Regions from separate parts of the Mus musculus genome. Here all the other regions are linked to region 7. A link is a contact called in public HiChIP or PLAC-seq and promoter capture Hi-C data. All regions are on one chromosome and are shown on one strand. Each heading gives the region's core, a stretch centred on a gene start, on an enhancer-like site or on the middle of the called end of the contact. The rest is flanking DNA. Distances are from core to core; before and after follow the strand shown.

Region 1 (3,895 bases), core at 1,168-3,667, 2.4 Mb after region 7:
TGTGCTGTCTTGCACAAGCATGAAGGAGGTTTCCTCCTATGCTAGATTGAAAGAGCCTTATTTTCAGGAGTGATGGCACATTCTTCACATAGCTGCTGTAGTTCTACGGCTTCTTGAAAAGCACGGAAGAATAAAATGGAAGACATAGAGGCACTGTAGCTTTAATAGCAAGAGTGCTTATGATACTGATAGTATGTTTTCATGACCACCATAGTGGTTACAAAGATGGATTTGTGGATATATTAAATTGTTCATTTATAATATGTGTACATTTATTTTTGTATTTTAACCTTAATGGAACTTTTTTAAAGACTTATTTATTTATTTATTTATTTATTTATTTATTTATTTGGGTTTCTGAGACAGGGTTTCTCTGTGTAGCCCTGGCTGTCCTAGAACTCACTCTCTAGACCAGGCTGGCCTCGAACTCAGAAATCCGCCTACCTCTGCCTCCAAAGTGCTGGGATTAAAGGCATGAGCCACCACTGCTTGGCAAGACTTATTTATTATTATACATAAGTACACTGTAGCTGTCTTCAGACATGCCAGAGGAGAGAGTCATATCTCATTACAGGTAGTTGTGAGCCACCATGTGGTTGCTGGGATTTGAACTCAGGACCTTCAGAAGAACAGTCGGTGTTCTTACCCGCTGAGCCATCTCGCCAGCCCCTTAAAGAAACTTTTTGAAGAGACAATAAAATTATCAACCATAGAAGATCCAGCCACAGTGCAAACAGAAAAAAAAATAGTCTCTAATAGGTTCTCGTTTAGAGGAAGATAGATCTAAGTTTCTCTGTCACACAAGGCATTAAGTGGTTCTTCTATTAAGTGGAATAATAGAACTGCTTAAATAGTTATCAATGGTCTACTACATTTTTTTAAAATGGGGGTGGGGGGAGAATGAGATTAGTGTTAAGCAATTGATAAGAACTCCTTTTAAATCTGATTCAGCATCTAATCTGGTATACCACCACCACCACCACCATGCTGCCCCCCAACAATTTGCACTCAGAAACTTGAAATTTATAATTCTGAGTTTTTGAAACCTTGGGATCAATAAAACAAACTAGATACTTAGTATATTGGCTGTACAATATACTAAACTAGAGCATTTCCCCAGAAAGCAGACAAGCTCACTGCCCTTGAGATGACCACAGACTGTGGGGGGAAGGATTGTGACAGTGAAGTGTCAACCACAAAGCTCTTGGGGAGAGCACCTGTGTATCAGGAGAGAATATAGCGTCTGACAACCTTGTACCTTAAGTCCTGCTGTAAAGATCTAATAAATTATATGTCATGTGGTCCCTGGCTAAGGAGATATGGAGGAACTTATAGAAAATAAGAGAAATTGCAAGAATTAGAGCCTATCTTAAGGTAAATGATATTACCCTCACAATCTTGACTCTTGAATTTTGACTGGAGGTTATTCACTATACTAAACAAGAAATTCATCCTAATCATATGTAAAACACTACTTAAAGACTGGACAAAAGAGACCTAATGGAAGGGGCAATTACTTTTAGAAAGACAGTGTATATGAATTTTATACACACACACACACAATTCAAGTAATGTTGCGAGTGTTCTAATAGCAAAATTGAGGTTGTACTTAGGCATCTCTCTTTGAAGGAAAGAGAGATTGAAAAAAAAATGACTTGAGCTTGGTAAACCAGGAAGTCAGAAAGAAGTAACCAAGAAAAGGGACTGAGGAACAAGGCACGGGTTTAGTGCAGGCTAACCAAAGAAAGGAATAGAAGTTTGATGTCTGAGAAAACTGCTGAATGAAATGTGGAGATAAGTGGTTATAACTACTGATTCTGTAGAACTGGCCAAGGACCAATGTGGGGCAGACTGTGCTTTGAGTTTGGCTTACGGGAATTGGGGGTTGACCAGAAGGTTCAGAAATTTTTACAATACAGAGGCATAAGAGTTGTATGAATGGAAAAAAAAACAGTCACTTTGAAACTTGAAAACTCCTCTCAGGAAGAAGCAGATGGAGCTGGGAAGTCAGCTAGACTTCTCAGCGGGCCACAACCCCCACTGGGGAATCTTGTGGTGATGCAGAAGGGAAGACTAGGCATCTGGTAATTTTGAGAGGGATGAACATTTTTACAGAGAATTTGAATAAAAACAAAGTGTGTGCTCTTAAAAGGTTTTAACCACATACCTGTGCAAACAAAGCCAGCAGCCAATCTCATGATTTTATCAGGGAAGCTCAGAGAGGAGGAACATTATATTTGTGGCAGCTTAGAAGAAGCCTTGGCACTTTGGTCTAGTGCCCAAGGCTCAATGCACAAAACCAGAAAGCAGAAACAATAGCTCTGCTCACTCACAATTAGCCACAGCACTAAGCATCAGCCATGGTGTGTATTTAGATGTTTGTTTAAAGTGCTGGCTTTATTATTGGAGAGATGCAAATTCTTCTACATTTCAGTATCTGCTGTGTAGAAGAAAAGAAATGAACAATTACCGCTTAAAACTCCCACTCTGAGCTACATTTAAAAGCTCATCATGCAAATCTAGAGGAAAGACGTCAGTTTTAGAGCTAAAAGAAGAGTTGGCTGTCTTGACGAGGGGCAAAACAATAAAAAGAACAATCAAACGAGCAAATGAAAAATTGTTTGATACTGCCTTCCAGATCAGCTTCAAACCCATCGTTCTGAAGGAAAAGCTCATATTTAGAATTGCATTCAGGAAAGCGCTGTGCTACACAGAAGGCCAAATCTATTCAAATAAAAGGGAGCAATGGGAAGAAGTTGCCTTAGAGAGTTCACTAACTTACACATTGAATACATTCTGAACAGAGAGTTGATTTGTTAAAAGACTTAGGTAAACTCAATTACTTTTTTGGAATTGTTTAAAAACATATATCATAATGACTGGTTATATGGTTGTCCTTGGAAAATTAAGTACATTAAAGAAGATTTGCCCAAAACAACAGAATATAGTCAAAATGCATATGTATAAACACATATATGTGTAGATATAGAATATATGTGTGTCCATTCATATACACAGAAACAGTATACTATATATGTGTATGTTTACAGTAGACACATATATACACCTATATAGAGATACTATATTCTGAATGCACACACACATGTGTGTAGAGTATGGGGGTGAGGCTAAGAGCTTGCTAAAAAGAAATAACTTACAATTATGGAACCTAGTCATTCCCAATAGCTGCAGGATGAACCATCAAGTCCAAAAGCTTCAGAATGAGAATTGGGATTGCAGTTCAAAGGCTCACACGTGCAAACCCAGAAAGAATTAATGTTTCAGCTTAAGTTTAAAGGCAGAAAAAGCTAATGTTGATGCTCAAAGGAAATCAGGAAGGAAAATGTCTCTGTACTCCAGGGTGGAAGGCTCTTTGTTGAGTTCATGCTTTCATCTGATCCAATGAGACCCGTCTGCACAATGGTGATGGTCCAGTTATGCTCTACTCAATATGATGATCTCAATGTTAATCTCCCCTACAACCAGCCCCACATAAGCACCAGAATACTGACTAGAAGGTTAGATACAAACAAGAAGTGTTGGTGCACTGTTGCACAATAAAGTGAATAGAGACCATAGTATGCTGTATACTTTAAACTGTGAGTGGTTTTACCATAAAGAACATTGTGAGGAGGTGAAGACATGGGTCAGTTGTTAGAAGTACTTAGTATTTTTACAGAGGTCTTGGGTTCAGTTCCCAACATGGTGGCTCACACTGAAGGTTTCATGGGCATCTGTCACTCTCCTCTGGCCTCCAGTGACACGGGACATATATGTGGTGCACATACATCCAGAGAGACAAACACTCATCCAGACAAAATTATTTTTTAAAAAAATTAATTTTTTTGCATAAAGAAATGTGAGATGAATATATATGTTCTTGTTTAAATATTAT
Region 2 (3,748 bases), core at 687-3,186, 2.6 Mb after region 7:
GCCACCACGCCCGGCACTACATGGGATTCTTAAGGCATTCATTTTTCATCTGCTTTCAGTGTCGCTATTGAACATTGAATCCTGAGTATCAGGCATGTGAGGGGCGTACCCTGCTACTGAGCTACTGCTACTGCTTTGTTAGGGCAGACATAACCAAACTTATGTGTTAGAGAGATTAGAACACCAAAGTTGTTTCCATTAAATGGAAAATTTTCAGAAAGAGACTGGAGAGATGGATCAGTGGTTAAGAGCACACATTGCTTGCTCTTTCAGAGGACCCAAGTTCAGTTTTTATCACCCACATCAGGTGGCTTACCTTTAAGTTCAACTCTTGGGGATCCAGCACCCTCTTGTGGCCTCCTCAAGAACTGCACTCATGTGCATTTACCGCCACACAGGGACACCTCACCTGCATGCACATAATTAAAGGTAAACAATAAGTCTGTGTTAATTTATTGAAATATTTTAATTGCAATTCAGAAAATAGCTGGCATTTTCTAACTATTATAATTCATTTGTTTGGAGCTCTTAACTAGGGTAGTATACTATTCATCTAACATTAATGTTTGGTAACCTCTCTAATTTTAGGGACCCAGAGAAGAACTGGAATCGAAATTCTGTGAAAGGACTTGTAGCTTCTCTGATAAATGTGAAAGATAATTCTACAGCCACAGCTCTGGAAGTGGTGGCTGGGGAACGACTCTACAATGTTGTAGTAGACACAGAGGTAAATGGATGTTAATTAAAGAAAATTTAAAATTAATATTCTGCCTAAAAAATCATATAATGGTAGAAAAATTCTGTGCTTTTGTAGTCCTCTGAGCCACTTAAGCTTTTTAGTTAATTTTTTGACAGATTTAATTTTCATTTATTTTTCTGTTCTGCTGTCAAATTTATATTTATTTAAATTTGTAAACTAATCTCACAATTTTTTTATTACAGTAACATTGGATTTATTTACATTTCTTCAGATTTCACTGTTCTTGTTCATGTAAATTAACCTCATCACAAACATTTTGTGATGTATCTTTTAGTTTTCTGTGTGTTCTTCGCATGTACACACACCATGCAGAAAGCAGAAGAAGGCATCCTACGTATACATGGTCTTTCCAGATACAGCTCCCTTTTCTGATTGCAGCCTTGCGCCCCTTACCTCCTTCTCTGCACTTTCTCCCTCCTCACAAACCTCACCTTCTAGTCTCTACATCAGCTTCTCCTGTTAAGATTCTGTGTGTAAATGGCATTGTGCAATGTTTTTTCTGACTTACATCACTTAGCAAATACCTTCCAAGTTCATTTATATGCCCACAAAAACATCCTCAGTAAGGCTGAGCTATAATCTAGTTTGTATATTTTTAGAATCTACAGTGAGAGACACACACCACAGATATATTTGGTGATCCCTAAACTTGTATGCGTTCTAGTTTAATGTTTTTAATCACCATTAGTGTTTTTTCTTACAATTTCATATTTGTTTTAGGTAACTGCTAAGAAGCTACTAGAAAAGGGGGAGTTGAAGCGTCGATACACAATAATTCCTCTCAATAAGATTTCAGCCAGATGTATTGCTCCTGAAACTCTGAGGGTCGCTCAGAATCTTGTAAGTCTTATTTTGTCTTAATTACACATTTATCTCTGTCTTTTAGCTTTAGCAAATAGTAATTTTAAGGGATATACTCATAGAATTTTGGACAACCGAAACATGGCCCCTGTTGTGGTGTATCTGCTAGTAAGAAAGTAGATGTGTACAAGGAAATACATTTTTATTTTTCCATACATTCTTATAATTTTTAAAAGATTTGCTTTTATTCTTATTACTTTTATTTAAGGTTGTGTATGAACATATGCGGTATGCGCATGTCCCTGGCTGCCCTGGAGCTGGGGTCACAAGCTGCCTGACGGGAGAACAGCTGCTGTTCTCAACAAGCTTCTCTCCAGCCCCCAGCGTGGGCGTTCAATGCTGATTCAGAACATGAAGCTGGGCTGGAGAGATAGATGGCTCAGCAGTTAAGACAGCTGGCTGTTTTTCCAAAGGATCCAACTTCCATTCCCAGTACCCACATGGCAGCTCACAACTGTCTGTAACTCTAACTTCAGGGGGTTTAACACCCTCATACAGTCATACATGCAGGAAAACACCAATTTACATAAAATCATTTTTAAAAAGAAGCCGTGTTTTCAATAAAATGATCTTGTTATTGAGCAGCTTTGTAAGGGTTTTGAGTTCAAAAGTTAGGTGAAACCCAGAAATAGCATTTGTAGTTGAGACACTAAGCAGGTACCCAGTGTCTTCAGTATCATTGAGAAAATTTCAGTCAAAATAATTTCAAAATGCCCTTGGAGTTAAAAGTGGCTTCTGTTTGTTTGTTTGTTTTAGTTTGTGTCAGGAATGTTCACAAACTTAGTTTGCCTGTGATTTAAGCCCTGGTTTAGTGAGTTGGAATCTCAAACACCAGCAAGAACATTTTCTCCTAGAGTCTATAGCCAGATCTGTTAATGCTGTGTCTGCTGGCTCAGAAGGTCTGAGCATGGTGCTGCCTTTGTTGTTTTGCTGCTGTCAGAACATGGAAAGTTGGCCATTGTGAGTAAAGTTCACAAAGATGCTGTGACTGCAGTGGAAGACTAGGGCTTTGCCTGTCCGTTTTATCCTTTCAGCTAGTCATCGAGCTTATTTCTGGTTTTTAAAGTAGCTGCTGTAGTTCATTTGAATAAAAAAAACATTCACTGAAACATACTATTAATAATTGAAACCAAAATTCTGTAACTATGCTGATATAAAGACTACTGCACTTTATAGTTGTATTTATATAGCCGATTTAGATGTGCGAACTTGGTATCGGCTTCTTGAAAGAAACTTACAGTGCATAGTAGTTTGTGCTTTTTAGTCCCTGCCCCAGCCCCCGCCCCCGCCCCCCTCAACCACTGCCATTATAAGGTTTTTCTACATAGCCTTGGCTGTCTGGGTCTCATTCTGTGGACCAGAATAGTCTTGAACTCAAACCTGCCTTTGCCTTCCAAGTGCTGGAATTAAAGGGGTGACCTACCACCACCCTAGTGCTTAGTATTTAAACTATTTTAGTTGGTAATAGGTCTTTCAGTGTTAAAACTATATTTTAAAGTAAAAAAATTATTACTAGGTATATATATAATTTAAATATATTGTTGCAGTTCTTACTAGTTTATATTTCAAAGAAAGTAGTGTGTCCTGTGATAGATCTTTTTTTTCCCTGTAGGTTGGTCCTGACAATGTTCATGTAGCTCTTTCCTTGGTTGACTATAAACCAGAACTTCAGAAAGGAATGGAATTTGTCTTTGGAACAACATTTGTTTGTAACAATATGGATAATGCCAAAAAAGTGGCCTTTGATAAAAGGATAATGACCAGAACTGTAACCCTTGGGGGTGATGTATTTGATCCTCATGGAACATTGAGTGGAGGTATGTTGTGTATCTACCTGTGTTAATAATTCTCTGATAAGTTGTTTATGCCTCTGAGTCAGTTTCTCTCTCTATTTCCCAGTTGCTTTTTAAAGTACAGAAGAGTGTCAAAGCGCTCAAGTGGCTTATGATTCACTATCATGGATCAACTCAGTAACTCATTCCTCTAAAGTGTATTCCTGTTTGTTCTTAGGCTAGTCCAGTCACTGGGGTAGTGTCTTAGTTAGGGTTTTACTCCTGTGAACAGACACCATGACCAAGGCAACTTTTTTTTTTTATTGTGTGGTTTCATTGCTCCCATTTTAACGTT
Region 3 (3,998 bases), core at 969-3,468, 2.3 Mb after region 7:
TACAAAAACAGGCCGGGCAGTGGTGGTGCACGCCTTTAATCCCAGCACTTGGAAGGCAAAGGCAGGCGGATTTCTGAGTTCAAGGCCAGCCTGGTCTACAGAGTGAGTTCCAGGACAACCAGGGTTACACAGAGAAACCCTGTCTCGAAAAAAAACCAAAAAATTACAAAAACAAAAATAAAACCACCAGCATGCAAATAGTATAAGACTTCAAGTACAAGGAACAATAAACAAGAAATGATGAAATTTTCTTCTCCACCTGCTACTGCCATTTAGACCTTAGCTTTTATGTTCAGATTTCATGATGACATTCTTTTTAATCAGCTTTTATTTTATTATTTATTTATTCTTCTCTAATATATTATGTCCTTACCAGTTTCCCTTCCCTCCAACCTTGCAGTTCTTTCCTCCAGCTGCCCTTCTCTTCCAGACCCACCCCTCCTCTCTTTTCCTCCTGAAAAGGGCAGGTCTTCCAGGGATGTCAACCAAACATGGCATATCAAGTCGTAGTGAGACTAGGCACATCCCTCATGAGGAGATTGTTTACTGGTGTTGTCTTAAGCATTCTTTAACGAACGATCTTATGTCTTAGTATTCTATATTTCCATTGCTATTAATAATTACCACGACACAGCAACTATTATAAGAGAAAGCATTTACTTGGGGGCTGGTTTACAATTTCAGAAGCTTAGTTCATTATCAACATGACAGAAACCACAAGAGCAGAATACAGGCAAACTCCGGAGCAATATATAAGAACTACAACCATCTTAATGCAGAGAGAGAGAGAGAGAGAGAGATTCTAATCTTAACCTTTCCAAATTGCACCACTCCTTGGTGACTAAGTATTCAGACATATTAGCCTATGGGTGGCCATTCTTATTTAAAACACCACATTCCAATTTCTGGCCACTCTAGGCTTGTACCCATGTTCAAATTTAGTCCAATTTCAAAAATTCCCATAGTCTTGAACAGTCTCTAGACTGCTTAAAAAGTTCAAACTCCAAAGTCTCTTTTAAGATTCACAGCAATCTCTTAACTGTAATTCCCTGTAAAAATCAAAATCAAAAAGTAGAGCACATATATCAATATACAATGACATAGAATATACATTACCATTTCAAAACGGAGGAAATGGAAAATAGTGAGGAAATACTGGACCAAGCAAGACCTAAAAGCAGCAGGGCAAACTCCAAGTTCTCTTCAGATCTCTAACATTTTTCAGCTTCGTTGACTGTAACATCTCTCTCTCCCTTTCCCTATCTATCTATCTATCTATCTATCTATCTATCTATCAATCAATCTATCTATCTATCTAGTGCCGATTCCAAAATCAGTCTGTACCTTTCCTTGGCAAGTACACCATGACTCTGGTGTCTCCAACCCCTTGGCCTTTCCAGTGAAATCCAGGCTTCACAGCTTTATACACTGGCCTCTCTTCTCCTGCATGCATGGATAGCCCTGATACATGCCTAGCTCTCTGTGAGAGTTTTCACAATCTCTTTCTTCTATTCTTGACTCTAAAGCCAAAACTTTGTGACCAAAGCTGCCAAGTGCTGCTTGATGAAGTTGGAACTTTGACTCCTCATTCAAATATATCTGCATCAGCCTTCTGGTTTTGATGGTTTCATTCACTTCGTAACATTTTCTTTAATTCATTCTCACTAGTTGAAAGCATTTCTGGATAAGGTCTTGCCCTGAGATCACCACTGCCTTATTCTCTTTAACCTTAGGTTTTTCTTTACACTTTGTATCTCCTAAACAAATGGGCATAGCTCCATTCCACTTCCTAGTGCTTCTTTTCTGCTCAAAATCTACATTTTGTATTATTCCTTGCTCAAATTGAACTTTTCATTATGGATCTGCATCTGCCTAAGAGTGACCACTACTAACCACATGACAGAGTCAGTATTAGTTTGTTTTGAAATCTTCTCTGCCAATGTCATTAACCTAAAACTCTTCAATTTATCATCAAGTGGATTTTTTTTGACAGAAAAAGCCACATTCTTTGCCAAAATATTACAAGAATGGTTTCTAGGCCACTTACTAACATTCTCTTCCTCTGAAACCTTTTGAGCTGAGCCATCATAGTTCAAATGGCCCTCAGCAATGTCTTCCATGTTATTACTGGGATTTCCAATTAAACACCAGTTGTGTCCAACTGCTTTTCTAGTCCAAAGTCCCCATATCTTCCATATTCCTCCAACAAACAGTATCATCAAAGCCTCTTACAGAAATAACCGACTCCCATAACACCATCTGTGTTAAGTACTGTTCTATTGCTGTGGCTATGGAAATTATTATTTTTAAAAAAGCATTGAATTAAAAGCTTGCTCAGAATTTCAGAGTCTCAGTCCCTTATCATCATGTCAGGAAGCATATAGCCAGACACTGGAGCTATATTTGAGAACTAGATTCTGATCTACAGGCAGAGAGAGAAAACCTCTGGGCATAACATAGGCTTTTGAAATCTGAAAGCTCACCTCCAGTGACACACTTGCTCCTAGAAGGCCACCCTTCCTAATCGTTTAATTTTTTCAAATAGTGTCACACCCTGGTAACCAAGCATTCAAATATATAAGCCTATTGGAGCCATACTTATTCAAACCACCACACCTTGTTTTTGCTTTCATTGTTATCTTCAGGTAACACCTCGTTTTAAATACCTCATCAAAATAATGCCATATCAGTTTGAATAAAATAAATAAAGATTAGAAGGGTTTCAGAAAAGATTTGACTTAATAGGAGAAACAAATTTGTTAGATATTGATATGAGGCTCTGATAGGAACTACTGTGATTTAGTTCTACTCAGATTAATAAAATAAGGATTTATCTTTAAAAATGGATTATTTTTCATTTGATTCATAAAGCAAACTATATATTCTATGCTCAGATGGGTTTAAATTGTATTAAAATACATTGTGAAAATTTGTTGATAGAACAAGACTTTGAGAATCTTTGTCTTTAAGCTCTAATCCTACTTTCCACTATGGAATTGTTTATTTGGAAATTCAGTGGAGCAATGCATCACAAAGAAATGTATTAGGGCAGGGAGTAGGGGACTCACATGTGAGCCTGAGGGTATTAGAACTCCTGGGGCTCTCTGGGTATTGGTGGTATGGGGGTGGGGCTGGAGCACAAGATCTGCCTAGTGCACATCCTGAGTGAGGTATCCCAAACACAAAAGGACATACATGGCATGTACTCACTGAGAAGTGGATATTAGCCTAAAAGTTCAGAATACCCATGATACAACTCACAGACCATATGACACTTAACAAGAAGGAAGACCAACGTGTGGATGCTTCAATCCCACTTAGAAGGGGGAACAAAATAATCATGGGAGGTAGAGTGAGGGAAGGACCACTGATAACATTAGCTGAAATACCCAACAACAGGGAGTGAGAACCTGTAGAAACCACCTCCATTAGGTAGGCAAGGCCTCCAGTTGAGGAATGGGGCCACCACCCATCTCAAAATTTTTAAACAAGAATTGTTTCTGTCTAAAGGAGACACAGGGACAAAAAAAAATGAGCAGAGACTGAAGAAAAGACAATCCAGAGTCCATAACATCTGCAAACATCAAACCCAGACACTACTACTGATGCCAAGAAGTGCTTGCTGGAAGGAGCCTGGTATAGATGTCCCCTGAGAGGCTCTGCCAGCACCTGGCTAATACAGATGCAGATAATCACAGCCAACCATTGGACTGAGCCTAGGGACTCCAGGAGGGAGGAGAAGGACTGAAGGAGGTGAAGGGGATTGCACCCCCATAAAGAGAACAACAATATCAACTAACTGGAACGCCCAGAGCACCCAGAAACTAAACCATCAACCAAGGAGTACACATGGGTGGGTTCATGGCTCCAGTTACATATGTAGTAGAAGACTGCCTTTTCTGGCATGAAATGTGAGGGGAGACCTTGGTCCTGTGGATGTTTGATGCCCCAGGATAGGGGGATGCTAGAGGGATGAGGAAGGGGTGGGTGGGTGGATG
Region 4 (3,919 bases), core at 377-2,876, 2.6 Mb after region 7:
AGGAAGGCGATCTTCACTTTCCTCCCTGTCTACCACTGTAAATTTCAGCATGCACAGGACCTGCAGTTCTAAGCCAGTATTGAGAGGGAAAATAGAAACAATCCTCCATCCTAACCCAGAAGCTATATCCAATTGATAACTGCTGCAGAGCAAATCATTTTTCCAGTGATGTCTGGGTGTACAAACCATATTTAAGGGTAGTCCCTCCCGATGCCTAGCAATAGATGGCCAACATAAAACGAACTTAATGGTATTTTTAGAGGGTTTTTGTCTCACACTGCTTTGTCTGAACATTTCCATTTAATATTAAAAATCTTTTGTTTATTATGTATTATGGTTTCTGCTTTTGTTTTTATGTTTTGTGTGTATATCTCTGTGTGAATGTGTCTCATTGTGTCTCTAATGCTCTTTCTTTGGCTTTTTTCCCCCTCCTGTTTATTTGGTCCTTCTGTTTTTAAAATCTTATTTTATCATCATCATTTTAGATGTCTGTTTATATTCTTATGAGAAAGAGAAAAGAAAATGTGTGGATTTGGGTGAGTGTGGAAATGGAGGAGGTTCTAGGAGAGGTTGGGGCGGAGAAAACTAATCGGAATATACGGTAGGAAAAAAAATAAATTTTCAATAAAAAAAACAAAGCTAAGCCCTTCTCTTAGTATTGATGCTTAAATATAAATAATCCCAACACCATTTTTTTTTTAAATTACATAGTTGATGGGGATCAGCTCTAACTAGCAATGTAAAATTAGCAGTTGTAGATAATAAGTTTAGGAGTACACACTCTGTAGTTAGGCAGCCTGGAACAAAAATCTCTCTTCACTTATAAGTCGTTTAACCCAGTGATTCAATAAACTCGTCTGTACAAAAGGAAACACTAGGGTTCCACGTTTGTTGAGGAAATTCTTGACAGCCTTTGAAACACAGCTACCCGATCTACAGAACTCTGTAAATACAAACTGTTATTAAGAAGCTTCAGCAACATTTCGTGAACCGGTACGTCAGCCACTGCTTATCATTAAACAGGTTTTCGGCATAAAAAAAAAAAAAAAAATCTTACAGCCGTTTGCCTAGCATCTTCCACCAAACTCCACATACTGCAGGCCTACAGTCCCCTCCGGAAACTGGAACTGGTTTTGGTTTGTGTTTTCAAAGCCAGTGCCTTTCTCTTCAATTAGTAGAAAATGAAGCCTCAGAGGACTTTTCTCACTAGTGTTGGTTTCCACCCTGTAATATCCTCGAAGGGTCCCGGGACCCCCGGCCCGCCCCCGCCCCGGCCCGCCCCGGCCGCGCCCCGCAGCAAAGAGCGTAGACCGGGAGGGGGCGGAGCCTGCGGACAGAAGCCAAGGCTCCGACCGATAGCCTGAAAGGGCCAGAAAGAGGGCGGGGCCGGCAACGCGCGAGGCCCAGACCTGGAAGAGGTGCTGCCCAGAGCATGCCTGACGCGATGTCAGCACGACCTATCTTCATTTTCGCTTTCCATGTTCAAAACGGTATAGTCTCCTACCTTCCAATATTAAAACTATTATTTATTGTCGCTATGTCGTTTCTGTGTTTTTCCTTAGGGCAAAAGAGGAAGCGCTTCAGTCAGGCAGATACTAGGCACCAACAGAGCGCAGACGCCTCGGAGTTGGGGTCCTTTGCTCGCGCCGAAATTCAAAGGAACAGTTCCGGCACGGTTGTTGGCTGCAGCGGATGCGGTGCCCGGGATGGTGGCGTTCGCCCGGTAGCGCCTGAGTACAGGTCGGGTGGCCTCACTGTCCACTTTCGCGTCGGGTTGGAACTTTGCTGGTTCCCCTGGCCAGCCGCTTTGTGGCGGGTGCGTAGTGCTGCTCTTGGCCCGGCCTGGTGTCCAGGCGGGAGATGAGGCACAGGGGTGGGCAAGATTCTCAAGGAGGGACTTGAAGCGAGAATTAGAGATGTTGACTGTTGTTCATCCGTAAGGTGAATCGAGAAAGGCTTGGGCAAGCGAGAGAACACGGAATTTTAAAACGAGGCAGTAGAATGGATTCACTTCGCCCTTAAGGTTCACTAACTACCCGGGTTCTGAGAGTCGAGTGTAAACAGAGTTAAGGTCGTATGTAGGCAAAAAAGCACAACGGGACCGAGAATGAGTTGGAAAGACGGTGCCGACTGATGTCATCTTTTACTGCTGTGGAGGAAAAAGGAAGGAGAGGATGGGTGTGCGTGCTATTAGGGAGATCCATGAAGGACTCCTGTAAGATGTATGCTAAGTGGTGTGCAGTAAAGAGTATTCAGTCCAGTGTCGTCTGTGGCAAGGATAATGAAATGGGAAATAATTAGTAGTCTCTGTTAACTACAGTATTGTAGTGCAACACGAACCTAGGAAAGTGGACAGTAATGATAAAGATGATTTTTAGGTTAAATGGTTTAACTTACCGGCATTGGCTAACGGTTGGATGTTTTAAAATCTGAGCCAGCTGTTTTTAGGAGAAAAAGTAGTTTGGCAGGTGTATTTTTTCTTTTCTTTTCTTTTCTTTTTTTTTTTTTTTTTTTTTACTTTACGTTATTGTGTATCCTGTCGTATTTACTATGATTTGAGGGTTTTTAACATTCTACATAAATGATCTTATTTCTGTTTTATACAGACGTGACTTGTAGCTTGTTGCCTAACAGGCTTACTAACCCAAGACAGTTTAGAAAATGTATGTTAAATCAATCATTCTCGAAGGATTCAAGTCCTATGCACAGAGGACTGAAGTCAATGGTTTTGACCCCCTCTTCAATGCGATCACTGGTTTAAATGGTAGTGGAAAATCCAACATATTGGACTCCATATGCTTTCTCCTAGGCATCTCCAACCTGTCCCAGGTAAAGTGTCAGCTTTTCTGACTTATGTGTTGGCAAGAGAATCTGTTAATCTGTGGAGACTTTGGGTTTTCTTTCTTTGCATGTTTGTACTTCATGTGTTTTGTTTGTACTTCATGTGAGTTATGTTGTGTTGCAGTGCAGCCGTTTAAGCAAATACTATTACTGTTTCATCCTGTAGACAGACGAAAAGATACATACAGAGGCCTTGCCTGAGGTTTGTCCTCCTAAGCTGTTGGGAGTAACACCCATACCAGCATACCAGCACTGTTATATTGGGTAGTCTCTGTTCTCAGTCCATACCTGCTCTTTTTTTTTTTTTTTTTTTTTTTTAGTTTCCCACATTTCTTTTTTTTTTTTTTTTTAATTTTTTATTAGGTATTTTCCTCACTTACATTTCCAATGCTATCCCAAAAGTCCCCCATACCCACCCCCCAACTCCCTTACCTACTCACTCCCCCTTTTTGGCCCTGGCGTTCCCCTTTACTGGGGCATATAAAGTTTGCAAGTCCAATGGGCCTCTCTTTCCAGTGATGGCCGACTAGGCTATCTTTTGATACATATGCAGCTAGAGTCAAGAGCTCCGGGGTACTGGTTAGTTCATATTGTTGTTCCACCTATAGGGTTGCAGACCCCTTTAGCTCCTTGGGTACTTTCTCTAGCTCCTCCATTGGGAGCCTTGTGATCCATCCAATAGTGAGCATCCACTTCTGTGTTTGCTAGGCCCCAGCATAGTCTGGGTCCTTTCAGCAAAATCTTGCTAGTGTGTGCAATGGTGTCAGCGTTTGGAAGCTGATTATGGGATGGATCCATGGATATGGCAGTCTCTAGATAGTCCATCCTTTCGTCACAGCTCCAAACTTTGCTTTGTCTCTGTAACTCCTTCCATGGGTGTTTTGTTCCCATTTCTAAGAAGGGGCAAAGTGTCCACACTTTGGTCCTCGTTCTTCTTGAGTTTCATGCGTTTAGCAAATTGTATCTTATATCTTGGGTATCCTGATAAGTGGATATTAGCCCAGAAACTTAGGATACCCAACATACCTGCTCTTTTTGAAGGGACTCTTGTTGGCCTCTCGTGGAAATATGGCTCTAG
Region 5 (3,910 bases), core at 111-2,610, 2.5 Mb after region 7:
AATTAGATAGTAGATCCCTAAATATAAATATGTGTGTGTATATATATATATATATACATATATATATATACGAGAGAGAAAATGTATATAAAATATTAATATATAGAGAGAATATATGTTCATATAAAATAATTTGATTGGAGTTAACCTACACAGGGGATAATGCTCACCCAGGAGCAAAGGAGGCCAAATTAATTTTTTTTCAAAAATTAACATTCAAAAGTAAAACGTAGTGCTGGGTCACTTGGCTCAAGTAATAAAGGCATTTACCCCAGTCCTGAATACCTGAGTTTGATTCCTAGAACCCACAAGGTGAAAGAAAAGAACTGACTCCTGCAAGTTCTGCTCTGACCTCCTCAAGCAACACATACATGCACGTACGTATGTACACACACACACACACACACACACACACACATACACAATAAATAAATGAAGAAAGAAAGAAAGAAAGAAAGAAAGAAAGAAAGAAAGAAAGAAAGAAAGAAAGAAAGATCCTCTCTTGGTAGATTTTATTACTTTGTAATACATATAGAGACTATGTATTTGCCTGTATGGTGCTATGTACAAATGTATGTAACATTTGTACTTTGCTTTGTAAAATCAAACTCATGATTTGGTTTTGGTCTGTTTTTGTTTTTATTTTTGTCTTAGCTAATATAATGCAATCATACAACAAATAGTACCAAGGCAGAATGAAGTTACACTTACTGCAAATAGGAAATATTACATCTCAGGAAACTTCAGGTTGCCCTACAGTGACACTTTGAAGACAGTAGCAGCTTGGTTTTTTTTTTTCATCTACTGTGGGACAGGCTGTGACTTTTCTTACATGCCAGAACACACCCAAATGAACATCATAAATAGTATCTGGTGAGGAGAAAGGCCTAACCACAAATCACAGATAGACTAAGTAAGCAGAAAATGTAGTCCAAAACAATATTTCTTAAGGTGAGCATTATTAATCACTTAATTGAAGAATTCACTTCTAAGAAACTTATAAATAGGACTTGGGCTATCACTGCCCTGAAAATTTTAAAATATTTTTTCAAACAGAAGAAAGGTAAACCATTATCACTATAATGAAAAGAAGAAGAAAAAAAACTAAATCACATTGTAAAACGTCAAAAACAGTGAGACAGAATTTTGGTCTAAAAGGCCATGATATTTCCTAACCTAGCAATTTGCCACTGAAAATAGTCGAAATGCATAGACATACATGATTTTCTAGTGAGTGTTGTGATTACTGTGTATGTTAAAAATACTTTTCTGCCGTGTTTGCAGATTTACACAGGAATTGCTGCAGCCCATTCAGAACACACCCAGGTTTCCTGATTCAGTGCCCCAAGAACTCAGCTTGCATTTGCAAAAATCTGCATATATGCAAAGTATGTATGTAAACTGGGAGTGAGTCTGCTCTAAAGTCATATATAATGCCATTGTGGAATTGTATTTCTGATCTAAATTTCTGCAGCAAGAGCCTTGTAAATGATTTCCAGTTACATTATCCTCAAAGTTTCCAAATACGTTGCTGTTTTTCATGCTCCAGCTATTGCAAACCTTGAAAGATTTTCTTCTCAAGCAGCCCTGTGCATTTGTTTATCCTACCCTTTTCCCAGAATGACTGCTGTGATTTTTCCACTATCAAGCTCTTATGTACCCTTTAAGACTCAATGTGGACATCACTGCATTCTGGAATCCTTCCTGGCCCTTTTAGAACTGCTTGCAGAAAACCAGTTTGCACATCCTTATCGCCTGTCTTCATGACACTGTAGCTGTTTATTTAAACATTTATCACCCTACCACAGGTGCTTTTCAGGAGCACAGAAGGGATTGATTTTCCCCCCTGCTCACCTACTGTCAGAGTTTAGCCCATGGTACTGATGCTGAAATGCTGACACTCATTCTCCCTTCAGGTGTTCTCCGCTAAAGGATAAATGAAAGGGAAAAATGACATTGAGAAATAATAGGTAGGTTTTATTAACAAATGCATAACTTTGATCATTCTGAACGTGGGGTTTTCTGATAAGTACTTCTCATGTGAGTGGGTAGGCCTTTAAAGGCTTGGGATCACTCCTTAATTCATTCCTCTGGATCTGAGAATGGCCACCACAATAGATGAGAAAGGGACTCCCTTTACCCATTTAGTCACTGACAGAACTTGGAGCACATTTGGGTGAATTGAGGTAAGATTCACTGGAAGCATTTTCCAAACACAGCTCCCATCTAGCACTTATAAATGTCATTTTTATTTCCTAAGATGAAGTGACAAGTTGAGAGCTGTACACAAGCTGTGCAAAAATGTGACTTGGGCTGAGCCTAGAGTGTTTCTATCTAACTGTCCCAAGGCCTAGGCCTGGAAGCTCATAGCCTCCATACAAACTAATCTTCTGCAAGCTCAGACGTTGACGGCTTTAGCTTCTGGTCTCCACTTGCTAACCTAGACCTCTGAGACTTCCTGCTAATACATTTACTCTTCCTAGTTCTTTCTGAACTCTAGCTAGCTGGTTCAGCTCAGCTGTTCTGGCTCAAATTCCTCTCCAAGTTGGCTGATTCAAATTGGCTTCTCTTGGTTTGTAACTGAATTGCTCTGCTTTGAAAGCCTCCAAACAAAACTGAACTGAAATGCACTGAATTGAATTCCATTCGATTCTCTCTCCCTCACTGCTCTTTACGTAGCCTCTCTTTCCTGTCTATTCTTGTGAGAGTTAAGGAATATCTTATCTCTGACTCATTCTGTCAAGTCTTTCTGATATGTCACTTTGTCTTCCTCCCCCCCCCACCCCCCCTCCCGCTGACCCCCGCAATTGGACGTCATTGTTTGGGATCAAAGGTGTGTACTAAGGACGTGTCTGTAAAAGGGATTAAAGGTGTATGGCATGTCTGCATTCAGCCAGATCATATCTTTGGAAGTCATCTTTTGCCAGAGCATCCATGTTGCTGAATTAAAATTCCTCTACAATTACTAACTAGACCTGACCTTACTAAGTTTCTACTATAAAACCAGACTGAGTGTATTCAGGGTAGTATGACTAGAGACACAAATCTAAGGAGTTAAAGAGTAGACTAATGTGTAATCCTATATTTATATATAGGATATATAAAAACAAGAACCTATATTCCTGTCAAATAGGTCTCAGGAAAGATCTTGAATGCAGCCAGCAAATCAATGTCTTGTGCCTTAAGAAGGTTCTAGAATGAGTTGGAATTCACAGCATGTAAACACTATCAATCTCTCTTCTGTAAACTCTTATACTTTATAATAACTTATAATATTCAAAGTTTCAGGTATATTACACAACGTAATATTCAATAGCACAAAATTGTAAAGCATGAGGGTTTTTATAAACAGTTAAGAAACTAGGAAAAATAGCAACAAACCCGTAAGACTTTTTTAATGCAAAATAATGCAGTTTTCTAATAAGCAACATGCCACAGAGTGTACTTAAATTGTTCCTACATGAGGAGCTTCCAACTAGTGCAGCAGGAGGCCTGAATGTGTTAGAAATACCTCTGAGGTTCTTGGTGTCTATGTCTGTAGCCATCCTCGAACACACCTGCATATCCTGTCTCCACGGCTCGAGATACTCAGCTGTTGCCTTATTTATAATAGCCAGAAGCTGGAAAGAACCCAGATGCCCCTCAACAGAGGAATGGATACAAAAAATGTGGTTCATTTACACAATGGAGTACTACTCAGCTATTAAAACGAATGAATTTATGAAATGCCTAGACAAATGGTTGGACCTGGAGGGCATCATCCTGAGTGAGGTAACACAATCACAAAAGAACTCAAATGATATGTACTCACTGATAAGTGGATATTAGCCCAGAAACTTAGTATAGTGAGATATAAGGTACAATTTGCAAAACACATGAAACTGAAGAAGAACAAAGACCAAAGTGTGGA
Region 6 (3,946 bases), core at 889-3,388, 2.9 Mb after region 7:
GTTTTGAAGAATGCCAAAGGAGACTGCAATCCCACAGCCCTGACAAGGCTGAGGCAGGTCATCATCTATAGCCAGTGTTTTGGAGACTTGTCCCTTTCTCTACTGCTGCAGATTTTCATTCCCACCCCTGCGCTTAGAAGCAGACTCATTCTCCTTTGCATGAGGCTGGACACACTGTGGTGTTGGACACCATAGTTAGTCAGATGCTCTCTTCCACAATCCAGTTCCTTGAACCTGTCATACCCTTCCCATCTCTGCTATATTTGAACTTTCTCACTCAAGCTCAGTCTCATTTTGGGCTGCAGAAGCATGAATAAACCTGCAGTTTCTTTCCTAAAAACCGACTTTTCTGACACTGTGTGTATGCTATGTCCCACCACCAGAACTGAACCACTCCCCTCACCTTCTGTGCTGCTGAGAAAACTTCAGCCCCTGAGCATACCTGACAACTCTTAGGTTTAATCACCCAGTGATGCCATGCTGCCTGTTTCGTGTCAACTTGGCACAAGATAGTTATTGAAGAGGAAGGAAGGTCAACTGATAAAGTGCTTCCATAAGACTGGGCTGTAGGCTAGCCTGTAGGACATCTTCTAAATTAGTGATATCGGAAGAGGGCCCAGCCTGTTGTGGGATGTGCTATCTCTGGGCTGGTGGTCCTGGGTTCCATAAGAAAGCATGAGCAAGCCACAGGAGCAAGTCAGTAAGCAGCACCCCTCCATGGCCTCCAGGTCTCTGCCCTGCTTGAGTTCTTGCCCTGACTTTCATTGATGTTGAACTGTGGTGTGGAAGTATAAGTGGAATAAATCCTTTTCTCCTCAGAGAGCTCCTGAGACAGACGGTCTTCTTCCATCCTCAACTGGCTAGAAATTACACAGAAAGCCAAAGCTCTGCATTCCTAAGCCATAAAGAAAAGACAGACAGACAACAAAAACAAACAAAGAAACAAACACCAATGCTATAGGCACTTCCTACCACCAACACATGTGCTGAACAGATTTGGCCCCCCTCGTCCATACCATGTAACCCACATACCACCACCATGCCACACGGTGTCTACCAAACAGGGAATGCAGGATATACTCTGGATAACTGTTCTCAAAACACACGGTGACTTCTCCTCCAAGGTGTAGATAGTAGACTCACTCAATACCACAATACTAATTACCCAAAAACCACACATAAAATGTCAGTATTTGAAAACACACTGGCTCAAGACAGCTTTAGCACAAAAAGCTATGTCTTTGATTCTCCTTCCATAGTATTTGAACTTTATGGATACATATTCAAGGTATCTGTATTTTTGGCTTTGTCTCTATTCTCTTTCAGTTTTCTGTCTCTGCTCCTCACCCCCCCACCCCAGTATGTATGCACGTGTGTGTGTGTCTCTGTGTGTGTGTGTGTGTGTGTGTGTGTGTGTATTGCATCTCAAATACTCTTTAAATGACAGAAAGATAGTGACAAGGGGTAGCTCAAATCATTATTGCAAAGAAAGATGCTAAAAGTGTTTGCATTCTGGAAATGTATATTTGCCAAGTTGGGTAGTTGGGTATGGAGGAACATATGCAAAGTATATTATATACTTTTTGAAAATAGCCTTGTGTAGTTTTTCAAAGAGAAAGATATAATTTTAAAGACCCAATGGTTTCCTTGGGATTTAACCTAACCTATTTCTTTCTCCAATTTTCGAGTCATCTAGATCTGATAGTCGACCACATAATAGAACACAGAGATGGCCATGCTCTGTTTGTGAGGCCTTCAGACATCGATGGTCCAGCACAGCCACACCCCATTTGTGAGGCCTTTAGATACAGCTGATCGGGGCTCACTTCCGCTCTTTGGTTGCACATGGCTCCCGCCTACTTCCCTCTGATGGTTACAAGAGTGAATTCAAATAAAACAGCCCAGGAGGATGTTGATACCTATTTTCTTCTCATATCAAGAGAAAATTACATGGTATTATTTTCCCAAGGTATAGAGCTGAACAGTTTCGTGCGACACACTTGCTGCTATATTTTCAATTGTCTTTTCTTTGAAAAATCCAAGATCAAATGCATTTTGCAAGTTCCCTTCATAGATCTGTTTCATGGGGAAGAATATAGCTCGCATTCAGCTGCCGTCAGGTGGATTCTTAGTGAACACACAGCCGTAGCCAGGCAGAGGGGCAGGGATACAGCCTTCAAGTCTGCCTTCAACATGTTTGCTGTGCTGATGGTCCAAAACTGTGGTCTGAAAGGTGGGTGGGGAAGAGAGTGTTAGAACGCTACATTAAAACAATGCAATTATCTTAAACTTTTCATACTCAGACCTTTATGAACTCACAGCTTAAAATGAATTTTCTATTGATTTTGCTATAATGATTCACAGCTCCTAGCTAATCAAATTGAGGGGTAACGGTTGCGATAGTCGTAGATGTACGCAGCAAGAACCAGGCATAGGAATGCGTTTTCATTAGCAATATCAATCTCAGAATTCCTAAAGCCAATACGTCTTTTCTTGGCAAATATCTGCAGAGATAACAATTATTCCAGGAGCAACCTCGAAGACCACTAGGGAAGGATGGCGCGATAGCATGATAGCGAGATGTAGAGCTATTGCCATCTAGCGGTCAGTTTCGGAACTGTCCAGTGCTATCCCACAGCCCAACAAATCTTGCAACAAAAGCATAATTTTGCTATTTTATCTCACTTCTCTGTGCATATATGGTTGGATTACAATATTTTGAAAGAACTCTTGGATAATTACATTATTACAATTTAAACATCTATCTAAATGGAACTTTTTTTTATTTACACCTCAAACGTTTATTGAGCACAGCCAGCTTTGGCTATGCAGGTAATAGGTCATCATATTCTAGCTTAATGCCATAAACAGTCGCTGTAGAGAACAGGTCTATTTCTGAATTGGTTTTTAACTCATTAATATGTCTATATGAACACTTACATATGTCTGTAAAGGTACTAAAGAGTAAAACCACTTCTCAATGTAGATGGTACACAAAGACTATAATTAACATAAGCTGTGAATAATTAAACATCTTAAACAGCATTTCTTGATTTTTCTATGATCACCTTATTTTCTGATAGAAGCTCTTCTTATGTCAAGCCCAGGTTGCCTCGGAACTCACTATGTAGCCTAGGCTCACCTTAAAAACTTGTCATCTCTATACTTCTGTCTTAGTTCTGGGACGACAAACATGTCCCATCATGCTCAAGTTTAAATTATGGTTCCTCATGAAAGCAAACATATTTACCATCTCCTTAAAATTATTATTAATATTTTCACAGTATTGTGATGTTGTGGACTATATACTTCATTATTTAAGCAAAACCTTGGTTAGACCTTGTAGTGAAAGGTTGTGATCCCAGCTACTTGACAGGCTGAGGCAGGACAACCAAAAATTCAAGGGCAGGCTGGGTTATATGAGCGGTGGGAGGTGAGCCTAGGTGACTTAGAAAGAATCTGTCTCAAACCAAGACTATACAAGGAGCTGAGGCTGTATCCGAGTTTAGGGGCACTTGCTTAGCATGTGGGGAGCCCTGGGTTTAGTGCCCAGTATCATCCACAACGTTTTAGGTAGAAGCTGCAGAATTCTGTTCATTTCCTCCATACACATGTCTGATGACTGCCACCCTTGCAAAAATACTTCTCAGAGTTCAACTGATCCAGCTGCAAGTTAAGTGCTTTCCAGTCCCACTGACGACGGGACCCCTCCCCTCCGTCTGTGCTGTCCAAGTTCCTCACCTCGGATGTCAAAATCAGATGTTGATACGTATTTAAAGCCTTTTCCACTTTTATTGATAAGCAACAATTATATACATGTTGGGGGTACAGTGATATTCTAATGTATGTACACACTGGTGGGCTGAAGGGGCATGAGACAAAGAGGTTATTCTATCTTCATGTTCTTCACAAAATGGAAGATTTTTAAAGCAGGTTGGAGGACTCT
Region 7 (4,136 bases), core at 1,513-4,012:
GCATTCTGCAGATCCAATCTCTGTATTTCATCATTAAATAGAAATTGCCTGGATAACTGCTGAAAGGATTTTGTACTTGTCCTTCCTAAGATTTAAAATGTAAGATTCATTTTCTTTTCTCACAGAAGAAAATCTTAGTATTCCCCGAATATTTTAGACATAGATTTTTTATCAAACTTGCCACTTGTCTGTTGCCATACTCACTTCAGACTATATCTCTGCATATAGACCAAAAAGTTCAAGAAGGGACATGAAAAATATCTTGTCAACCAAAGGACAGAGTGAAAATGATGCTGAGTTACAAATCTGCAGATCTCTAGACTCTCCCTAGCCCAATGTTCATTGAATTCTGGAACTTTCCTCAGTTTCTCAGTCTTTAAAATGGGACCATTTTTTCATTCATTGACCTCACGCATACCTTGTAAAAGGATGACACGAGTTGGTATGCTAAAAGCAGTCTACAAAACACAAAAAACTTGTGTTGCTGTAAAGACCCTGTCTCCTTCCTGAGTATCACATCTCCTCTTTGTTACTAGTCATGACTTAAGTCCACAAATAGTTTCTTTGCTGACAATATCTTTAGATTTTTTTCAACCCCTTAAAAAACTAAGTCATTATTTGTTTATTCTTAAATAAAGAGAGCAGAAATGGGCTCTTTACAGCGATCACATGTCCAGCCTCTGAGCCCACACAATGTAGAAGGAAGGTGGGGGCAAAGAACCCACAGATGAGTCTCCTCATCTTTTGTACTCTCGGTAATTCCAGTGGTTTCCATTTGTAAGACTGCCAGCCACGGTGGCTTCTGTACTAGTTGCAGACTTTTACATTTACTGAAGGGAAGCCAGAGGGACGTGCTTTTCCTTACACCACAGAGCCCTGGCACGCCTCTGGAAGAAGTAAAAAAGACCAGCTGCTGCTTTTTCTGTTACAGGTTTTCTGAATGCCCTTTGGGAGTTTAAGACAGTGGCAAGTCTGGGGCCCCACCCCTGTTCCTCACTCCAGTGTAGAACCCTTGATCACTGTCCACGGTTCTGAACCTTAAGTTTCAGGTGTCTGGAACCCACTAGATTTCTCATAGCTTGTCAAAACATGACTGCCTCCCGCCCCCACCACATATCATCTCCACTTTCTTCCTTCCATCTGTGACCCCTCCCCCACCCCCAACTTCGCATTTTATTTCTGCCTGCTTTTAAAATGTCTTACTCTATTTCAACTGAAGTCCTCTAACCTACCGCCTAGGGACATAGTCCAAGCCTCAAACATCAAAGTTAAAAAACAAACAAGCCAACAAACCCAGGCTTCCCCCACACTCTTCCTCCCCTTCTGGTCCCGACTCCCAGCAGCGCACAGCACTCCACGCACCAGACTCCTCTCACCTGACTCTCCCGCGGAAACTCGTGGCGCACTATGCTGAGCACTGGGATGTGCAGGACAGAACTGACCAAGTCCAGCTCCATCATTTCGCCCTGGCTCTGGGGGAAGGCCAGCAGCGCTGAAACCCCTTGTACCACTACGGTGTGGCACACGCTCTGCAGAAAGGAGAAAGGGTCACTGCTCCACGGTGAGCTTGGGGAAGAGAAAGGCATAAGTGGCAGGTCGCCCAGGCCCGCCTCGATGGCCATCACTACTTCCAAAGACAGGTTGTAGGGAAGGAGCCCTTCCACACGGTTCAGGTTTTCCACAGCGAACAGTAGGGCATCCCGCGGCCACAGGGTCTCGGTCCCGGCGCCCTCCCCGAGCTTGCGGGAGCCGGGTGGACCCCGGCCATGCAGGGCGCTCCCCAACCAACGTGCGCCTTGCGAGGGCGCCGGTGGCCGCCACGTCCCCGACTCTGGCTCATCCCTCTGGGCACCCGCCCTGCCGCCGTCCTGAGCGCGACTGGCTGCGCGTGGGGCCGTGGTCCAGGGTTGCAAGTGCACCGCGCCCACCCTCACCGCGTGTCCGATGCGCTTGAGGATCTGGCAGGGTTGCGGGTGCGAGGAGGAGCTGGGCACCCCGGCCAGCACCAGTGCACAGGGCGGAGGCAGCAACAGACAGACCCTGCTCAGCAGCCACCACAAACTCAGTCTCCTCATTACTGAGACCCGCTGGGAGAAAGCGCGCCCCCTCCTGCGCCCGGCTCTTCCCTCTGCAGCCGCCGCCGGAGGTCTCCGCCGCCTGAGGTCTCTGCCTCCAAATCCTGAGCGCAGCTTCCCTAGACGCGGCGAAGTGGTCACAGGAGCCGGACCGCTCCCTGGGCATTCCAAGTTGCAGCCTAGCGGACGCCGGGCAGTGTCGGATGCGGTTCCAGGGCTCCTCCGCCTAGCATCCTCCGCAAGCGCCGCAGGCCGGTTGGCCAGCGCGGGTCACCCGTGGCTTGAGCTCCGGGTCCCTGTCCACCCCATCTGCAGGGCGCCTGGGGCGCAGCGTCTGGCCCCGCGAGAAGCCGCCAGACTTGCAAGGGGGCGGCAGTGACAGAGGAGCTGTACTCTCACTTGGCTGGCTTCTTTTCTCTTGCTGTTCAGTTCAGGAGACACCCACTTATTTACTGGGGTGGCAGAGGAGAGGGCGTTCACGCACGGGGTGCGGAAAAGCAGCTGCCGAACCTGCTTCCTTTCCCCGCCGGCCACCTTACCGCGGGCTCCCCCAGCGCCTGGTTCATTTTCCCCTCTTCCCTTTCTACTTCCTCTCTTCCTTTTTCTGCCGGGCTTTTCGCCCAGGCGCCACTTCCGCGGCTTCCTTGGAGGAGCGACACAACTGGCCAGCGAAGGGTGGTTCTGTTCTGAGCGCCAAAGTTCTCCCCGCCTCAGCCGGCGCCTCCCAGTAGCAGAGCCCTGGCGCCAGCCTGTCGCTTGGCTGCGCTAAACGCCCACTGATGGTGAGATTCTCCTGCCGCACAGTCCCGCGCCCCTGCAAAGTCCTCGCCCCTCAAACGCAGAGTCTGTAGTTGGCACAATTCCCTTTGGCGGATGTACGCAAAGACAGCCTGGGGGATTTCTGAATTCGGAGTCGGTACTGAGAGATCTGAAGCCTAATGGGTCACAGGGACCGGTTAAAAGCCACTGTGACTTTAAGGAGTATCCCTTGGCGACACCACTCTAAAGGGTTTTTCTAGTCCAGAGTATTAAAGCAAGAATTATTTACACATCTGATTTCTTCTTGCTTTTCTTTGGCAGAGGAGCTTATGCGTTTTTAAAGGGGTCTTGTTTTTTTGATTCTCGGGATAAAAAACGTGGATTCAAAGCGATTCAAGAAGTTAAAGAGCTGGCCACCAGGCCTCACAACTGCATTTACATCCCCAGGTCCTTTAAGATGGAAAGAGACAATTGACTCAAGAAAGTTGTCCTCCAACGTGCACCCCTGCGTGGCAAGATTCACGTGCTCACATCCATCCCAGACATAAAATAAATAAAATGCAATAAAAGTACTTTCAGAGCTTAAAAAGCCTTCACCAGTTGTCCGTAGTATATAGACCAAGAGTGTCCAGGTTGTAGTTTCTTGTGAGTTATTTCATTTATACAGCAACCCAGGGGTCAATGAGCCTATTATCTAAACTTTCTCCCCATTTAATAAGTGACATCAGAAAAAACGCAAAAGGGTTAAGGAAATCTTATGGATGCCACACATATTGCAAATTGACTACTTTTTATGTTACAGGAATCATTCATGAGGAGGGTGGGGGAGATGACTACGTGACTAACAGCATTGGTGATCAGCAATACTGAGTCCAATATCACCTCTGGAGAACTGTGACCTCGGCAATTTATTTGACCTGTCCTTGCCCTGTTGTTTGGAGCTGCTAAATTACTATGTAAATACATCAAACCTTTAGCTCTAAAAAGTTGTTTTGATTCTTGAGTTTAAGTTTCCACCATGTTTTAAATTTTGGGATAATGAAACTATAGACAAATAAAATTCTTGAGAACCTGGCAAAGAGAAGACTCTTTGTCTCAGCACAAAGTAAGTTTTGTAAGATGGAGTTGCTTCAGGGTTAAAAAAACTTCCACCATTGGGAAGTAAACGCTTAATGGGGGCTAAATCAGAATAGAAAGCCCCTGTTCTCTCTTGAGGTCAGAGAGAGATCAAAGCTCTGTCAGCAATCTCCTTTATCCCAGAGTACCACATTGCTTGAGATACAAAGTATAGTGTAGAATGTG

The links. Promoter capture Hi-C pulls out the DNA fragments that hold promoters and counts their contacts. HiChIP or PLAC-seq counts read pairs in DNA pulled down with a chosen protein or histone mark.
Region 1: a contact with region 7 is called in a promoter capture Hi-C map of hippocampal neurons, with 9 times the contacts expected there. The contact joins the enhancer-like site here to the promoter of Grin3a in region 7. A contact is called at or near these places in 3 of 39 promoter capture datasets (embryonic stem cells, hippocampal neurons and liver) and 2 of 115 datasets of contacts at active chromatin or transcription factors (SST interneurons and astrocytes).
Region 2: a promoter capture Hi-C map of hippocampal neurons shows a contact between it and region 7, with 14 times the contacts expected there. The contact joins the enhancer-like site here to the promoter of Grin3a in region 7. A contact is called at or near these places in 3 of 39 promoter capture datasets (frontonasal cranial neural crest, hippocampal neurons and second pharyngeal arch cranial neural crest) and 2 of 115 datasets of contacts at active chromatin or transcription factors (astrocytes and forebrain).
Region 3: a promoter capture Hi-C map of hippocampal neurons shows a contact between it and region 7, with 8 times the contacts expected there. The contact joins the enhancer-like site here to the promoter of Grin3a in region 7. A contact is called at or near these places in 3 of 39 promoter capture datasets (hippocampal neurons and liver) and 2 of 115 datasets of contacts at active chromatin or transcription factors (astrocytes and stem cell-derived neural progenitor cells).
Region 4: a contact with region 7 is called in a promoter capture Hi-C map of hippocampal neurons, with 12 times the contacts expected there. The contact joins the promoter of Smc2 here to the promoter of Grin3a in region 7. A contact is called at or near these places in 2 of 39 promoter capture datasets (cranial neural crest and hippocampal neurons), 2 of 115 datasets of contacts at active chromatin or transcription factors (astrocytes and forebrain) and 1 of 9 other capture datasets (adipose tissue).
Region 5: an H3K27ac HiChIP or PLAC-seq map of SST interneurons shows a contact between it and region 7, with 11 times the contacts expected there. The contact joins the enhancer-like site here to the promoter of Grin3a in region 7. A contact is called at or near these places in 9 of 39 promoter capture datasets (the 3T3-L1 cell line, embryonic stem cells, frontonasal cranial neural crest and 6 more) and 3 of 115 datasets of contacts at active chromatin or transcription factors (SST interneurons, astrocytes and stem cell-derived neural progenitor cells).
Region 6: an H3K27ac HiChIP or PLAC-seq map of SST interneurons shows a contact between it and region 7, with 17 times the contacts expected there. The contact joins the enhancer-like site here to the promoter of Grin3a in region 7. A contact is called at or near these places in 1 of 39 promoter capture datasets (hippocampal neurons), 4 of 484 Hi-C or Micro-C datasets (cerebral cortex, cortical neurons and palatal mesenchyme) and 4 of 115 datasets of contacts at active chromatin or transcription factors (SST interneurons, astrocytes, embryonic forebrain and 1 more).

The regions. Positions count from the first base shown.
Region 1 is chr4:52,283,079-52,286,973 of GRCm38.p6, forward strand. It overlaps the pseudogene Gm12467. Among named protein-coding and RNA genes, the nearest start is that of Smc2os, 150 kb to the right of the region's middle. Within about 2 kb of position 2,418, at least 9 of the 459 cell types and tissues checked have an H3K27ac peak or open chromatin away from gene starts, as enhancers often do. A contact at or near this core is called in SST interneurons and hippocampal neurons, where this site is marked.
Region 2 is chr4:52,459,570-52,463,317 of GRCm38.p6, forward strand. Smc2 (structural maintenance of chromosomes 2) reads left to right here. Exons shown (of 25, transcript NM_001301412.1): 13 at 589-727; 14 at 1,481-1,600; 15 at 3,234-3,438. Among named protein-coding and RNA genes, the nearest start is that of Smc2, 22 kb to the left of the region's middle. Within about 2 kb of position 1,937, at least 16 of the 459 cell types and tissues checked have an H3K27ac peak or open chromatin away from gene starts, as enhancers often do. A contact at or near this core is called in hippocampal neurons, where this site is marked.
Region 3 is chr4:52,109,798-52,113,795 of GRCm38.p6, forward strand. No RefSeq gene overlaps it. Among named protein-coding and RNA genes, the nearest start is that of C630028M04Rik, 61 kb to the left of the region's middle. Within about 2 kb of position 2,219, at least 1 of the 459 cell types and tissues checked has an H3K27ac peak or open chromatin away from gene starts, as enhancers often do. A contact at or near this core is called in hippocampal neurons, where this site is marked.
Region 4 is chr4:52,437,595-52,441,513 of GRCm38.p6, forward strand. Smc2 (structural maintenance of chromosomes 2) reads left to right here and starts at 1,627. Exons shown (of 25, transcript NM_001301412.1): 1 at 1,627-1,816; 2 at 2,607-2,829. The coding sequence starts at 2,662. It overlaps Smc2os (structural maintenance of chromosomes 2, opposite strand), which reads right to left and starts at 1,370. Exons shown (of 2, transcript NR_045175.1): 1 at 1,058-1,370.
Region 5 is chr4:52,318,366-52,322,275 of GRCm38.p6, forward strand. It overlaps the pseudogene Gm12467. Among named protein-coding and RNA genes, the nearest start is that of Smc2os, 120 kb to the right of the region's middle. Within about 2 kb of position 1,361, at least 1 of the 459 cell types and tissues checked has an H3K27ac peak or open chromatin away from gene starts, as enhancers often do. A contact at or near this core is called in SST interneurons, where this site is marked.
Region 6 is chr4:52,724,238-52,728,183 of GRCm38.p6, forward strand. No RefSeq gene overlaps it. Among named protein-coding and RNA genes, the nearest start is that of 4930552N02Rik, 88 kb to the right of the region's middle. Within about 2 kb of position 2,139, at least 3 of the 459 cell types and tissues checked have an H3K27ac peak or open chromatin away from gene starts, as enhancers often do. A contact at or near this core is called in SST interneurons, where this site is marked.
Region 7 is chr4:49,843,007-49,847,142 of GRCm38.p6, forward strand. Grin3a (glutamate receptor ionotropic, NMDA3A) reads right to left here and starts at 2,763. Exons shown (of 9, transcript NM_001033351.2): 1 at 1,377-2,763. The coding sequence starts at 2,075.